Linked DNA regions of Mus musculus: region 1 is linked to region 2. The links are chromatin contacts, called in public promoter capture Hi-C maps. All regions are on one chromosome and are shown on one strand. The core of a region is the stretch at or near the end of the contact, and the rest is flanking DNA. Distances in the headings are between cores, read along the strand shown.

The links. Promoter capture Hi-C pulls out the DNA fragments that hold promoters and counts their contacts.
Region 1: a promoter capture Hi-C map of hippocampal neurons shows a contact between it and region 2, with 2.4 times the contacts expected there. The contact joins the promoter of Ppy here to the promoter of Ifi35 in region 2. A contact is called at or near these places in 1 of 39 promoter capture datasets (hippocampal neurons) and 1 of 9 other capture datasets (pancreatic islet).

Annotation. Positions count from the first base shown.
Region 1 is chr11:102,097,217-102,104,902 of GRCm38.p6, forward strand. Ppy (pancreatic polypeptide) reads right to left here and starts at 4,103. Exons shown (of 4, transcript NM_008918.2): 1 at 4,050-4,103; 2 at 3,305-3,495; 3 at 2,950-3,067; 4 at 2,715-2,850. The coding sequence starts at 3,495. The coding sequence ends at 2,956.
Region 2 is chr11:101,444,961-101,452,444 of GRCm38.p6, forward strand. Ifi35 (interferon-induced protein 35) reads left to right here and starts at 3,452. Exons shown (of 7, transcript NM_027320.4): 1 at 3,452-3,662. The coding sequence starts at 3,642. Rpl27 (ribosomal protein L27) reads left to right here. Exons shown (of 5, transcript NM_011289.3): 4 at 260-370; 5 at 479-636. The coding sequence ends at 527.

The sequences.
Region 1 (7,686 bases), core at 2,853-5,352, 650 kb after region 2:
GCTCTGGGTTGCCTAGCGGCGCTCCTGGTGCCACCCAGTGGCGCCCTGGAGGACGAGGTCCACCTGCAGCCGATTCCCGAGCCCAGGTCGGTCAGTTGGTTTTCAAGTTTCGGCCAGATCAACAAGTACTTGGAGAAGCTCTTCAGCAACAGGTGGGGTTGATGGAGGAATGAGGAGGAGGGGAGGTAATCTGGCACCCCTGCTTATGTCTCGGCCCCACGATCTCTGCAATGACGTGTCCCCTAGTTCGAAGAAATTCAAAAACCTCATGAAACCCTCCAACACCACCAAATCTGCCCCATCGAACACCACAGAACGTCCTTACTTGGATGCCACGAACCCCCTACGGAAAAGCATCAGCAAACCCCCAACACAGGAACCCCGCGGACGCCTGTCACTAGCCTCCTCCCCAGGCTCCAGGTAGGCAAGGCTGGTGCAGCCAGCAGAGGCCTCCACCCATATCCTTGGGCAAGTGGGAAGAAGTGAGAAGGGAAAGCCCTGGCCACTTGTAAGGGGTACACCAGGGCCAGGGATGTTCCTCTTCAGGCTGGACCTAGACTCCCAGAGGCCTAGCCTGGATCTGGCTACCCACAGACTCCTTTAGACGATGAGCTGTGCCTCTGTTCCTCCCTACCCATGCAGCCTGAACAATAGACAGCAATAATGGAACTGACAAGATGGCTCAGTGGTAAGGGCACTTGCCACTAAGCCTGCCGGCCAGATTTCCACCCCCAATCTCATAAGACAGAAGAAAGGACACGTGTACCGTGACTTGCGTGTGCACACATGTAATGCAAACACACAATGACAATAAAGGAATGGATAAATACATTTTTAACAAGAATCTCTATTGTTTCTGTGACTTCTGTGGGCACTGGCAGGAAGGGCCTGTCCTCCAGTGAGGAGGGAACCTTGTCATTCCTCTTGTAGGGCAAATAGATCTCAGCCTAGGTTTTTCCCTGCATCTCTCTGCAACCTACTCACCCACTTTCCACCACCTCACCCTGCATCTACTGCTTCCAAGGTGACCAGATGTGACTTGGAGAAAGAAGATGAAAGAGTTGGTCCTAGAAACTTCAAAATCGGGGCTTCAGCCAGACCTGCTCCCTGCCAAAGTTCATGGAAGAGCAGATCCGGCTGGAATCACAGTCTAGCCTGTGAAAGTGGCAGAAAATCAAACACAGGGGAGTAGAGCGGGGGTGGGGTGGGGTCATTCCTCCTACCTCAGGTTCACAGATCCCAGGAAGTGGGGAGACCTGATGGAGTCTGTTCCTGAAGTCCGGTCATCAAGGACACAGCACACACACCTTCCTATCACCCAGCCATCAAACCCAGGTGTGTGTGGAACAGGTTCCTAGTTCCTGCCTCTATGGGTGTTGAACTTTCCCCATTGGAACCCATCTTAAACTGAAGCGATGGCTCAGGGATTACGAGAGCTGGCTGCTCTTCCAGAGAATCCAGAAATTCCAAGCACCTACATAGGGACTTACAACCATCTGTAACTCTAGCTCCAGGAGATCTGAAACCCTCTTCTGGCTTCTGAAGGCACCAGGCAGACATGTTGTGCAGGCAAAACACCCATACATATAAAATACCAATAGAAACCATCACCTAAGCTACCAGGGAAGGCTTTGGGACACCAGGCTCCAGTACTAGGGTTCAATTCATTCTCTTGCCGAAACCTCCCACATCCCCTAACTATCTGCATACCCCTTGGACTTAAAGAATCAACTTGAGCCAAGTGTTTACCGTATAGCTGCGTCTTGTATAAGACTTTGGGGCAGGTTCTGACATCTGATCATTCACACTCAACATATAGGAGCACAACTGCAAAGTCATTGTCATCAAGGCTAAATGCTGAGCCCAGCATCAGCCTTACCAACCCCTGCTCTCCAGGCCCAGCCTGTGGCAGAGATGGGAGAAGCCATTCAGGGAATGTCTCATGTCTTACCGCCCTCTGACTATCCCTATCCACCAAAGCTCCCAGAAAGGGAAGCCCAGCTCACTCTCTTTCACTTTACATACACACACACACACACACACACACACACACACACACACACACACGGCATCTCCACCTACTCAGCATGCCTGGTATGGGTAAATAGTCTACAGGGATTCCTCAGGTAGTACCTGGGTCTTCCCTCCCTGTCCCAAGAACCACAGATTGACACATGGAGGCCGCCAGAACTCTTGGCTAAACATCTCCTCCCTGGTGGTCACATTTCCCTACAGCAGTAGTTAAATTTCATTCTTGGTCCAGCAGTCCACTACCTCCCAGATCAGTCCATTCTCTCCAGAGCTCCAGAGAGCAGTTCTGAGACCACCCTACACAGCACACAATTGGCCGCCAGCACTAATCCTCTGAGTTCTTGCCCTTGCCCTGCCACTTTAGGATAAATGACTCCTCTCCCACCGCCCAGGTTACAGGAGCCGTCTTGAGGGTACATTTGGGAACAGGGCTGGCCTCGGGGGAGGAGCTAGATGGTTTAGGGGTGCTGGGATGGGAAGATTAAGCTTAGAACTGTGACATCACAGACCTTTCTGGAAAGGAATCTCACTTCTCTCTAGACCACAGCTTCCTTCTGTGAAAGGAATGAGCTGAGCCCCTATATACACTCAGGATTATCTCCTACCCCCAGGCCCCTGCCTCCCTGACTGTGAACTTTACCTGCTTCTGCCTCTATGGGTGCACACACACTCACACACGGGCTATGATTTTAATTTGCTTTATTTAGTTTGCAAGGGAGCAGGTTGTTGCAAGACTGCAGAGGAAAGAGCTGGACCTGTACTCTCCTACAGCCACGGGCTGAAGACAAGAGAGGCTGCAAGTCCATTGGGCAGAGCTCCCTGTAATGAAAGAAGGGAATCATGAGGAAGGACAGTCCTTGTACCCCAAGACCTTGTTTTCCCTTACTCCGCCTCCTCTGGATCCCCCCCTTTCCACACCTGCCTTCAGCTCCAGGGCGCAGAGCAGGGAATCAAGCCAACTGGGGGGCTGGTGCAGGGGGAGAGCTGCACTCCAGGAAGTCCACCTGTGTTCTCCTCCTCGGCTCTCTTCCCATACCTGGGAAGGAAGACAGCTGGGATAAGTATAGTTCTCACTGTCAGTCACCTGCTTTGTATCCCCCACGTAGACGCTTTCCTGCCCACGGCCCATGGATCCAAGCCACTCAGAAGTATTTTTTTCTCAGAGCAGGCATTGAAGAGACTAGGGTTAAAGAGCTCTCTCTCTCTCTCTCTCTCTCTCTCTCTCTCACACACACACACACACACACACACACACACACACACACCACCCTACCTAGGCCTGGTCAGTGTGTTGATGTATCTGCGGAGCTGAGTTTCATATTGTGCCATCTGCTCAGGTGTCGCATAGTCGCCTGGGTACATTGGCTCCAGGGGGGCTCCCCAGGTCCCCTGCAGGGGCTGCAGCAGCAGAGCCACCCAAGTGGATACGAGAAACAGGGAGAGGCAGCAGTATGCGACGGCCATCTAATGAACAAGGAATCGTGGAAGCAGAACACAGCCCATCAGCAGATCCTCCTGTGTCCAAGACCTACCTGCCCAGCCACCACCTACCACACATTTCTTCAAGCCAAGCCTGGGGACAAGGGCAGACCCAGGAGCCACCAGCATCAACCACCTTCCTTCCCTAGAAAACAGGACACCTCCACATACACACCCCTCAAGCCAGCAGCCAGAGTACCCAAGCCTTGGCAACATAAAAAAACAGCAGAAGAACTAGGTATGAAGGCTGGATACACAGGACTTAGGACACTGATGGCTCTGAGGAGGCAGGAGTAGCCAGAGCTGGTGGGAACCACAGGGTGGGGGACACAGAATTAACTTGTAAAGCAAAGGGACAGAAGTCTATGACACGGTGGGTCCTGCTTTCCACTGACAGGTTTGTCCAGATGCAGAGAAAGACCCAAGGAGGACTTTAGGTCCCTTGAGGGATCCAGCCCTACGAAGCACCAATTCCGACCCTCCATCACCAGCCTCAACCCAAGGAGTCCCCAGAGGCAGGACAGAGTGAGCTCACTTACCCTGTGTGCTGAGCTAGTGAGTGTTGGGCCCAGACACCTACCTCCTGCTGGACTGTCTCCCTGTTCATGGCTGTGCCCCTTTATAGTCCTCAGCACCCCCAGAGTCCCCGCCTCCTGTCAGCCTTTCTTGCTGCCAGCCTTTAACCACCACCACCCCCCTTTTGCTCTCTGCCTGGTTTCTGAAACACGGGCACTGTGGCCAGAAACAGGAAAGCACCAGGTCAGCATTCTAGATGTCGGAGGAGCACAGAAGAAAAAACTGGACCATGACAAGGTCTCATGGGGGTCCGTATCCAGCTTTGGACACCAGAAGAGGTTTGATTCATAAATGACAGGATCCTGACATGGTAACCCAAAGGTTCTAGCCACTAGCCTCAGCATGGCCTCCCCAGAGACAACCCCAGTCGCCAATAGGCTTTCCTTGGGGTCTGGATAGAAGCTGAAGCTAGGCTTTACCCCTACCATGAGGGATGGAATTCGGGCCTTCAATCCAGCTAGATCAAGGAAGGGACAGAGATGTCTCACATCCTAAAGCCACTTGGAAGGGAGTGGAGAAAGCCATTTGATGCGTGTATCGAATGCCAGCTTAGGTCCTGTGGGCCAGGGTTCAGAGGCCACAGGGTTCGTGGGGAAGGGACAGTTCCTGGCAGCTGTTTCCTTTCCCAGCACAGAGCTCTGTCCCAGGGGAGTGCTAAAAACCAGCATCACTTATAAGCTTCAAGTTGCCCCCCAAAAAATGCCATGCTGTCGTCCCACTGAACCCCTACAAGGGAACCTATTTAACAGACAAAAAGTGGGGAGACTACCAGAGGAGGGAACGCTTGTCCAAGACTCAGGGTCAGCCTTCACTTCCTCCCCTGAGAGATTCTTCTGGTGCCACTGCGTGACAGGAGAAGCCACTTGTCCCTTTCATGTTCAGTGTCCTTTTCCCAGACAGACCTCCACCCTGCTCAAGCCAAGAGCAGTCACTGGCTCTGTTTATTTTGACCCCTGTGAAGGGAGCAAGGGCCTCTCTCTCTCCCGATGTTCTGCTCTCAGGACAGAACAAGAATCATCACCGCGGGCTCTGGGAACGCAGGAAGTGAGAGGGGAGAAGGTGACAGCAGGCATCTGTCCTGATAAGGTTAGAGGTCAGATAGGCCTAGCTCCAATTGAAGTCCGCGTCACTGCCCTCCTGTTGGGAGCATGATCCAATTAGAGCTCCTAGGGTTCGATTTCTTACTCTGTAAGGTGGGCTCATTGCATCCATCCCCAGACTTGAAGAATCAAAGAGCCTTTTCCTCTCGGCTCTCATTTAAGGTAGCAAGAAGAGCACCAGCCGCTCAAAGTAAGTAGAGTTCATTTCTCAGCGATCCTGGCCCCTTCTCTGGGCTCAGGTTTCCCACTATGCAAAACCAGTGGCTAGTTCCGACTCGAGCCTCATGGCTGCCACCAGGGGGCGCCTGGCTCCGGCGCCGGTTTTAAGGATCCGGGTTTCCAGGGGCTCTAAACCTTGTGTTCTGGATTTTACTCCAGGTAAAAAGACTGTATCCGGGGAATGAGTCTGGTGTGGGAACTATTTACAGTTTGTCACGCAAGTCAACCAGCTTTGCTTGGTCCCAAGAAATCACAGCTGCTCTTCAAATGTCAACCCAATAGATCGAAATGACAGATTCCAGGGTCTCTGCAGGGGTAGTAGTGACAATCCAGGAGGAAGTAGTGCCTGTGCCTTCTAAATATTATGGTCACATCTGGAACACAGAGATAGCTCCTGATAGCCTTTGTGGGCTCCTGAAGTGCTTGCATAGAGCTTCCAGGAAGACACACGTGCTCACCTGCAGATAAACCAAGTCACTAGTGGCTCCTTAGTAGCCACGTGCTCTCTGGACAAGGAAGATAGCTACCGGCCAATGTGATAATGGGGTTAGGAGAACAGTCCAGAAACACGAGGGTGAATGAAGTAGGTGAAGGAAGGAAGGAAGGAAGGAAGGAAGGAAGGAAGGAAGGATGGAAGAAAGGAAGTGCAGAGACCCCAAATACAACCTACACGACAGGCATTTGGCTAGCATCCTGTGCTCTGTCATACCCTTTCCTGGCTCTCTTACCTCAGCCCCTGCTGCTCTTAGAGCACAGGCCAAGAAAGAGTCATTCAGGGCACACGGGGTTTTGTTTGATTCTGTTCAGTAGTGTGTATGGTGTTGGGGGTGGTGAGTATGTGAGGGGCCTGGGGGTGGATATGGGTACAAGTATGTGTAGGTGCATATACATATAGGTGTGTGTGAGAGAGGGTTTGTGTATATGTGGGTGTATGCCCATGTCCTCACCTCAGGTGGTGTTTCTCAAACACCATCCACCTTGTTTTCTGAGTCAGGGTCTCTCACGGGGACCTGGGACTCACGCCGAGGCTGAACGGACCGGCCAGGGAGCTGCAGGGATCCACCTGTCTCACTGCTCTTATGCTGGAATCATACTTATGTACCACTAGGACTGCCTTCCTCCATGAGTGCTGTGGATTCGGGGTCCTTACGCTGGTGGGAAGTACTTTACCAACTGAATTATCTCTCCAGGCCTCTGCTTTATAATTTTTTTTAATATTTATTTATTTATTTTATGCATATGAGCACACTGTGGTTCTTTTCAGACACACCAGAAGAGGGCGTCGGAAGCTGGACGTAGTGGCTCACGCCTCTAATCCCAGCACTGGGGAGGCAGAGGCAGGTGGATTTCTGAGTTCGAGGCCAGCCTGGTCTACAGAGTGAGTTCCAGGACAGCCAGGGCTATACAGAGAAACCCTGTCTCGAAGAAAAAAAAACAAAAGAGCGCATCGCATCGGATCCCTTTACAGATGGTTGGGAGCCACCATGTGGTTGCTGGGAATTGAACTTAGGACCTCTGGAAGAACAGTCAGTGCTTTTAACCGCTGAGCCATCTCTTCGGTGCTCTGCTTTGTAATTTTTGAGGTGCATATCACTATGTAACCCAGGATAGTCTTGAAAGTTGTGATCCTCTTGCCTCAGCCTCCCAAATGTGTCATTGTGCCCAACTTGTACATATGTCTCAGGGACATCAGGAGGGGATGAGGAAGGGGGGGTTCTTCAAAGAGCTCAAAGGCAAAGAAGGCTCAGCCAGCCTTTTATTTACTACTTTTGTAAAGATGAGGTCACTAAAATAGGGAGGAGGCAGGTATAGCCATCCTTCTCCTAGGACTGTACTTCAGATCCTTCCTCAAAAGATCCCTCATAGGTATCGCTTTGGGCTGGCAAGGCATTCAGCAGGACCTGAGTTCAATCCCCAAAACCCACAGCAGAAGGAAAGAACCAACTTCAAAAAGTTGTCCTTTGACCGCCACATGAGTACCATGTTATACATGTGCACACACACACAGAACCAAATCAATATCATAGTACTATGCTGTATGTGAAATAATTAGCTAATGGTCTAACACATAAAGAAGAGCTGTTTGAACCAGGCACGGTGGTACACATCTTTAATTCCAGTACTCAGAAGGCAGAGGAAGGTGGATCTCTGCTGATTCGAGGCCAGCCTGCTCTACCCAGTGAGCTCCAGGACAGTAGAGCTACATAGAGCTCTGTCTCAAAACAAAACTGATATCTGAGGCTTGCTGACTGACAACGCAGGCTTGGTGACTTGAATATGA
Region 2 (7,484 bases), core at 2,202-4,701:
GAAAACCTAGCTGGAGAGACAGCCAGATATTGCATTGAAGGGAAGGTCTGGTGTGGTGAATCTTACCTCTTAAAAGGAGTTTCAGAAATTTGAGGACAAAATGAGAATTTCCAGGGAATTGCATGAAGGTGTAGCATGGCTTCCATAGACATTCCTGGCTATGCTGCTGAGGGTTGTAACCTGACCACACCAGATGGTCAAGGAATTAATTGCCTTCCTGGTATCCCTAGCTGATCTTGCCTCTGCACTGTTAACCCAGGTACTCTGTGGATATCCCCTTGGACAAGACTGTTGTCAACAAGGATGTGTTCAGGGACCCAGCTTTGAAGCGCAAGGCCAGGCGGGAGGCCAAGGTCAAGTTTGAGGAGCGGTAAGTGGGTCCCGTGTTCCTTGAATACAGTTACTGCTTCCTGTCAAAGAATTTGTTTTCCTGTTTACTTTTTCCTGTGTGTCATTTGTTTATTTTTTTCCTTTCTAGATACAAGACAGGGAAGAACAAATGGTTTTTCCAGAAGCTTCGCTTTTAGGTATATTTTTGTTTTGGTCATTAAAAATTAAAAAAAAAAAAATACAAGTGTCTGCCTATTGCATTTGTGTGGGAAGAGACTGGGGAAATAAAACAGGTGTGCTGTTGTGAACCTGGGCTTGGTAACCATCTGATGGCTTGACGGCCTCCTAGAGGAAAGTGAACATTTGCCCATGAGCTAGCTGTTCCTGGCATTTTTTTTTAATTAGGTATTTTCCTCATTTACATTTCCAATGCTATCCCAAAAGTCCCCCATACCCTCCCACCGACCCCCACTTTTTGGCCCTGGCATTCCCCTATTCTGGGGCATATAAAGTTTGCAAGTCCAATGGGCCTCTCTTTCCAGTGATGGCCGACTAGGCCATCTTTTGATACATATGCAGCTAGAATCAAGAGCTCCGGGGTACTGGTTAGTTCATAATGTTGTTCCACCTATAGGGTTGCAGTTCCCTTTAGCTCCTTGGATACTTTCTCTAGCTCCTCCATTGGGGGCCCTGTGATCCATCCAGTAGCTGACTGTGAGCATCCACTTCTGTGTTTGCTAGGCCCCGGCATAGTCTCACAAGAGACAGCTATATCTGGGTCCTTTCAGCAAAATCTTGCTAGTGTATGCAATGGTGTCAGCGTTTGGAAGCTGATTATGGGATGGATCCCTGGATATGGCAGTCTCTAGATGGTCTATCCTTTCGTCACAGCTCCAAACTGTGTCTCTGTAACTCCTTCCATGGGTGTTTTGTTCCCAATTCTAAGAAGGCACAGTGTCCACACTTTGGTCTTCGTTCTTGAGTTTCTTGCGTTTATGTTCCTGGCATTTTCAATGAGAAACACAAGTGTCCTCAGAAGCAGGGAGTTTGCAACCAGCCTGGTCTACTGCAGTTGGTAGACAGAGCCAGTCTATATGATAGGTTTCAGACAGCCAGGGTGATAGTGAAACCTTGCTGTGAAGCCACTCCCACCCCTTACCACATGGACACATTCAGAAAATACAAGTATGTGGATGGTACTCAGGCAGGCAGGTGGATCTCTGAGGCTGAGGCCAGCCAGTGTTGCATTGTGGCACCATCTCTGAAGCATAAGGGAACAACTTCAGGTGCTGGCTAGTGCAGGGTTAAGGAGTTTTGTCCAGGGTACTTTCTGTCTTGTCAGTGCTAAATGACTCAGTGAAAGATTCATTAAGAGAAATCCTGGGGGCTGGTGAGATGGCTCAGTGGGTAAGAGCACCCGACTGCTCTTACGAAGGTCCAGAGTTGAAATCCCAGCAACCACATGGTGGCTCACAACCATCCGTAACAAGATCTGACTCCCTCTTCTGGTGTGTCTGAAGACAGCTACAGTGTACTTACAAATAATAATAAATAAATCTTTAAAAAAAAAAAAGAAATCCTGAGGCTGGAGACACTGGTGGTTCAACAGTTCAGAACTCTGCACTTAGCCAGGCAAGGTGGCGCACGTCTTTAATCCCAGCACTCGGGAGGCAGAGGCAGGCGGATTTCTGAGTCCGAGGCCAGCCTGGTCTACAAAGTGAGTTTCAGGGCAGCCAGGCCTATACAGAGAAACCCTGTCTCGAAAAAAAAAAAAAAAAAAAGCACTGACTTCTTTCAGAGGCTCTGAGTTCAAATCCCAGCAACCACATGGTGGCTCACAACTATCTGTAATTAGAATCTGATTCACAACTCTGGTGTGTTTCTGAGGACGGCTACTGAGTGCTCATATAAATAAAAGGGGGCTGGTGAGATGGCTCAGTGGGTAAGAGCACCCGACTGCTCTTCCAAAGGTCCAGAGTTCAAATCCCAGCAACCACATGGTGGCTCACAACCATCCTTAATGAGATCTGATGCCCTCTTCTGGTGTGTCTGAAGACAGCTACAGTGTACTTACATATAATAAATAATAAATAAATCTTAAAAAAAAAAAAATAAATAAAAAATAAATAAATAAATAAATAAAAGGGCTTTTTAGTTGGGCTGGTGAGATGGCTCAGTGGATAAAAGCACTGACTGCGCCAGACAGTGGTGGCTCAACGCCATTAATCCCAGCACTTGGGAGGCAGAGGCAGGCGAGTTTCGGAGTTCCAGGCCAGCCTGGTCTACAAGACAGCATGGTTACAGGACAGCCAAGGCTACACAGATAAAACCCCTGTCTCGGAAACAATAAAACCAACAAAAAGCACTGACTGCTCTTCCGAAGGTCCTGAGTACAATTCCCAGCAACCACGTGGTGACTCGAAACCATCTGCAATGTGATCTGACTCCCTGGTCTGGAGTGTCTGATGACAGCTACAGTGTACTTACACATAATAAATAAATCTTTTTTAAAAGAAAAAGGTTACCAATAGCCATGTGGATACTGGGAGTTGAACCTGGGTCCTCTGGTACTCAACAGCTGAACCCTTTATATTTTGGGTTTTGGAGGTAGGATTTCTCTGTGTACCTGTGGCTGCCCTGAAAAATCACTCTGTAGACTAGGCTTGACTGGTCACAGAGATCCACCTGCCTCTTTGAACGCTGGCATCAAAGATGTGCCGCCGCCACTTGACTCACAGGTTTTTTTTGTTTTGTTTTTTTTTTTTGGTTTTTTGGAGACAGTTTCTCTGCATAGCCCTGGCTGTCCTGGAACTCACTTTGTAGACCAGGTTGGCCTCGAACTCAGAAATCCGCCTGCCTCTGCCTCCAGGGTGACTCACAGTTCTTTAATCACAGCTTTTTGGAGGCAAAAGCAGACAGATCTCAAGGGTGTGAAGCCAGCTAGAGCTGCAGTACTGAGAGCCTGTCTGTCTGGAAGTCTTAAAAATCCTACCATGGTTTATGCTAGAACTGGCTGCCTGGGAAAGTCTTCCCTTTGCGGTCCCAGGAGCACATGCCTGACTGGGTAGTTAGATTTGATGACTTGGAAGGCTCCGCCCAAGGGTGGGGCTGTATGCTCAGAAGCAGAATTCACAGAAATGAAAGTGGAAGTGAGGCCGGCAAGCAAGCAACAGCAGTGGAAGTGTGTTTCAGACGCTGCTGGAGGCTGAGGAGACCAGAGCCACCTCTGAGGGGTCAAAGAGTTTAGTCCTTCAGAACTCTTCACTGCCAACCCTGCTCTGAAGCCCCAGCTTCTGCCAGACGTGAGAGCCATGTCTGTGACCCTGCAAACTGTAAGTACGGGAGCAGGGGAGCATTTGTCGCATGTGGGGAGGGGCGGGAACACAGTGTTCTAGGCTTAGACCTGCTCGGCTCAAGCCTGCTAAGGGTGGAAGAGAAGTAGAGCGCTTAGGGTACCTTGGTCTGTGGATCTTGTCATTTACCTATTGTCAAAACCAGGACTCTGACACCTAAAGTAAGGACCTTGATCATTCTTTTTGGTTTTTCGAGACGGGGTTTCTCTGTTTAGCCCTGGCTGTCCTGGAACTCACTCTGGAGACCAGGCTGGCCTCGAACTCAGAAATCTGCCTGCCTGTGCCTCCCAAGTGCTGGGATTAAAGGTGTGCGCCACCACTGCCCGGCCTTGATCTTTCTTTATGTGGATGTATGCTTCAGGGTTGTAGAGAGCTGTAAGCATCAAAGGTTTCTGGCTATTCTAAACAGCAAAGGGAATACTCTGAGGTACTTCCCAGCCAAAAACTCCTCCCCTCAGAATGCCATGTCAACCTGACCATTGGTCCTCTCTGGGACAGGTGGTCTTTCTAAGTGCCTCTGACTGAGGCCACCTCAGATAGGCTAGGTTGAGCTGTGAAGTCTGCCTGCCAACAGCCAGTGAGGCCTCAGGAGGAAGCACAGTGGGCAGCCACCTTCGAGGAGGGATCCAATGCAGCTTGTCCTCAGCAGCTCTGCCTCCCCTTGTTAGTCTTCTGGCACGGAAAACTTCCATTTATCTCCCAGATACAATAAAAAAAGGGAGCGATTTGGAGCCAAATAAGGAAAAAGCAATATTGAAGAGCCAACCTGCCTGGTTTCAGATCCTAGTTTCTTCAGACATGTTGCACTGGACCAAACATTAGCTTTTCTAAAGTTGACAGTCTAATCCCTTCACTTACTATGTAGGGATATTACACTTCTTCACAAAGATACCTAGAGGGAAGGCTAGAGAGCTAGCTCAGTCTATAAACTGCTTACCTTAAGAGTATGAGAAGAGGGGCTGGAGAGATGGCTCAGTGGTTAAGAGCACTAAATGCTCTTCCAGAGGTCCTGAGTTCAATTCCCAGCAACCACATGTAATGGGATCCGATGCCCTCTTCTGATGTGCCTGAGAAAAGCAACAGTGTACTCACATACATAAAATAAACAAATCTTTAAAAAAAAAAAAAAAAAGCACGAGGAGAAATTCAGTACTTAAGAACTGAGATAACCAGGCTGGTGAGATGGCTCAGTGGTTAAGAGCACTGATTGCTCTACCGAAGGTCCTGAGTTCAAATCCCAGCAACCACATGGTGGCTCACAACCATCTGTAAAAAGATATGACTCCCTCTTCTGGTGTGTTTGAAGACAGCTACAGCGTACTTACATATAATAAATAAATAAATCTTTTTTAAAAATTAAAAAAAAAAACTGAGATAACAAAACAAAAAAAAATAGCACAGTGGGCTGCCAAGATGGCTCAGCGGGTAAGAGCAGTGACTGCTCTTCTGAGGGTCCTGAGTTCAAACCCTAGCAACCACATGGTGGCTCACAACCACCGGTAATGAGATCTGACACCCTTTTCTGGTGCGTCTGAAGACAGCTACAGTGTACTTATGTATAATAAATGAAGCTTTGTGCTGGAGTGAGCAGGGACTGAGCAAGCAGAGTTAACCGGAGTGAGCAGAGGTCCTAAAATTCAATCCCCAACAACCATCTGTACAGCTACAGTGTGTTCACATACATAAAATACATAAATAAATCTTTAAAGAAAATAGCACAGTGGCATATGCTTGTATCCAAGCACAGCCGTGGGGTTTGCTGGTGAGCCACCCAGCCCTACTGAACAGCTCTCGGTTAGTGAGTGAGAGAGAGACCCTATCTTGAAAAGTAAAGTCACATCCTGGAGAGTTGGCTCAGCAGTCCAGAGTATGTGCTGCTCTTGAAGAGAACCTGGCTTCAGTTCCCACCACCAGCCTGTTGGCTAAGGGCCATCCATAACCCTACTTCTAGTTTCTGGGGATCCAGTGCCCTCTTCTGGCCTCTCCAGGCACCAGGCACGCAGTGGTACACTGACATACATGCCAGTTAAAAACCCATAAGTGTAAACAATTTAAAAATATACAATTAATTTTTTTAATTTTTTGAGACAGGGTTTCTCTGTATAGCCCTGGCTGTCTTGGAACTCACTTTGTAGACCAGGCTGGCCTCGAACTCAGAAATCCACCTGCCTCTGCCTCCCGAGTGCTGGGATTAAAGGCGTGCGCCACCACTGCCAGGCCTTTTTTTCCTTTTCAAATCCTGGCAACTCTGCTAGAGAGATGGCTCAGTGGTTAACAGCACTGATTGTTCTTCCAGAAGAACAGAGTTCCATCCCTAGCACTCACCTGGAACCCAACAACCTTCTGTAATTCCATTTCTAGAGGATCTGGTACCCACTTCTGGCCCCCTCTGGTACTATATGCACATGGTACTCAGACGTACAGGCAAAACCCGCATACGCATTAAAATAAAAAATCTCCAAAAAAAAACCAAAAAAACAAAAAAGATTTTGGTAATTGACATAGGTCCTCTGCAAGAACAGCAGTGTTTGTAACAGCGGAGCCATCTCTGCAGGCCCTTGGTCTTTTTTTAAAAAATTGCTTTAGAGCCAGGCAGTGGTGACACACACACAGAATGAGTTCCAGGGCAGCCAGGGCTGCACAGAGAAACCCTGTCTCAACCAAAAAATAAACAATAACAATAAATTTGTTTTAGATTAACTTATCTTTTCTGAAAGATTTATTTCTATCTTTTATCATTCTATGGGTGTCTTGCCTGAAGCGTGCCCTTGCATGCCCTGTAGCTATGGAGGATAGAAGAGGGTGTTAGGTTACCTGGATCTGGAGTTACAGGAGATGATTGTGAATCACCCCAGGAGTGCTGGGAATTAAACTCATGTTTAATTCACTACATTTAAACCTCTACAAGATCAGCCAGTGTTCTTTACTGCTGAGCCATGTCTCCAGACCCAGGTTTATTTATCTTATCTTGTGCGTATGAGTGTTTTGCCTCCATGTATGTATTGCACCATGTGCATGACTGGAATCCTCAGAGGTCAGAAGAGGGTATTGGATTCCTCCAGGGAAGTTAAGGATGGTCATGAGCCAACATGTGGGGTGGTGGGAACCAAACCTGAGTTCTCTGCAAGTGCAGCCAGTGCTCTGAACTGCTGAGTCACCTCTCCAGCCCTGCCAATAATGTCTTTTAATCACTTCATAATCTTCATTACTATTGTTAGTGTGCGTGTGTGCGTGTGTGTGTGTGTGTGTGTGTGTGTGCGTGTGTGCGCGCGCGCGCCATGGTGAGCGTGTGCAGTCACAGGACAACTTTCCGGAAGTTCTCTCCTCCCACCATGGGATCTGGGGTCAAACTCAAGTCATCAGTCCTGTGTGTCTTGTGCTTTTATCACTGAGCCATTTCACCAGCAGCACCCCCAACCCCCAAATTTTAGCCTAATGCTAATATCCAGCAGGCGGGGGAAGTGGATCAGTGACTCCTGAGGACCTAGTTCTGTGTCAGGTATAGATAGGACGCTCAGTCAAGCATCACAAAATCACCCTGTAGGCTGGGGTGCAGCTCTGGGACAGCGCATGTGCTTAACATAAGTCCCTGCTTCTGTCCCCAACACAGGGATTGGGGTGGAAGGACAGCATGGGAGGGACAGTAAATCACAGGAGTTTAGCAACTGGAGCATTTGGATTAAGCAATTAACAGTTATATTTATCATAACGATCAGAAGTTCAAGCTCAGCACTCAGCAGGGAGTGTCTTCTCTCACTGTTCACTTTTGTTTTGCTTTTGATGCAGAGTCTCACCATGTAG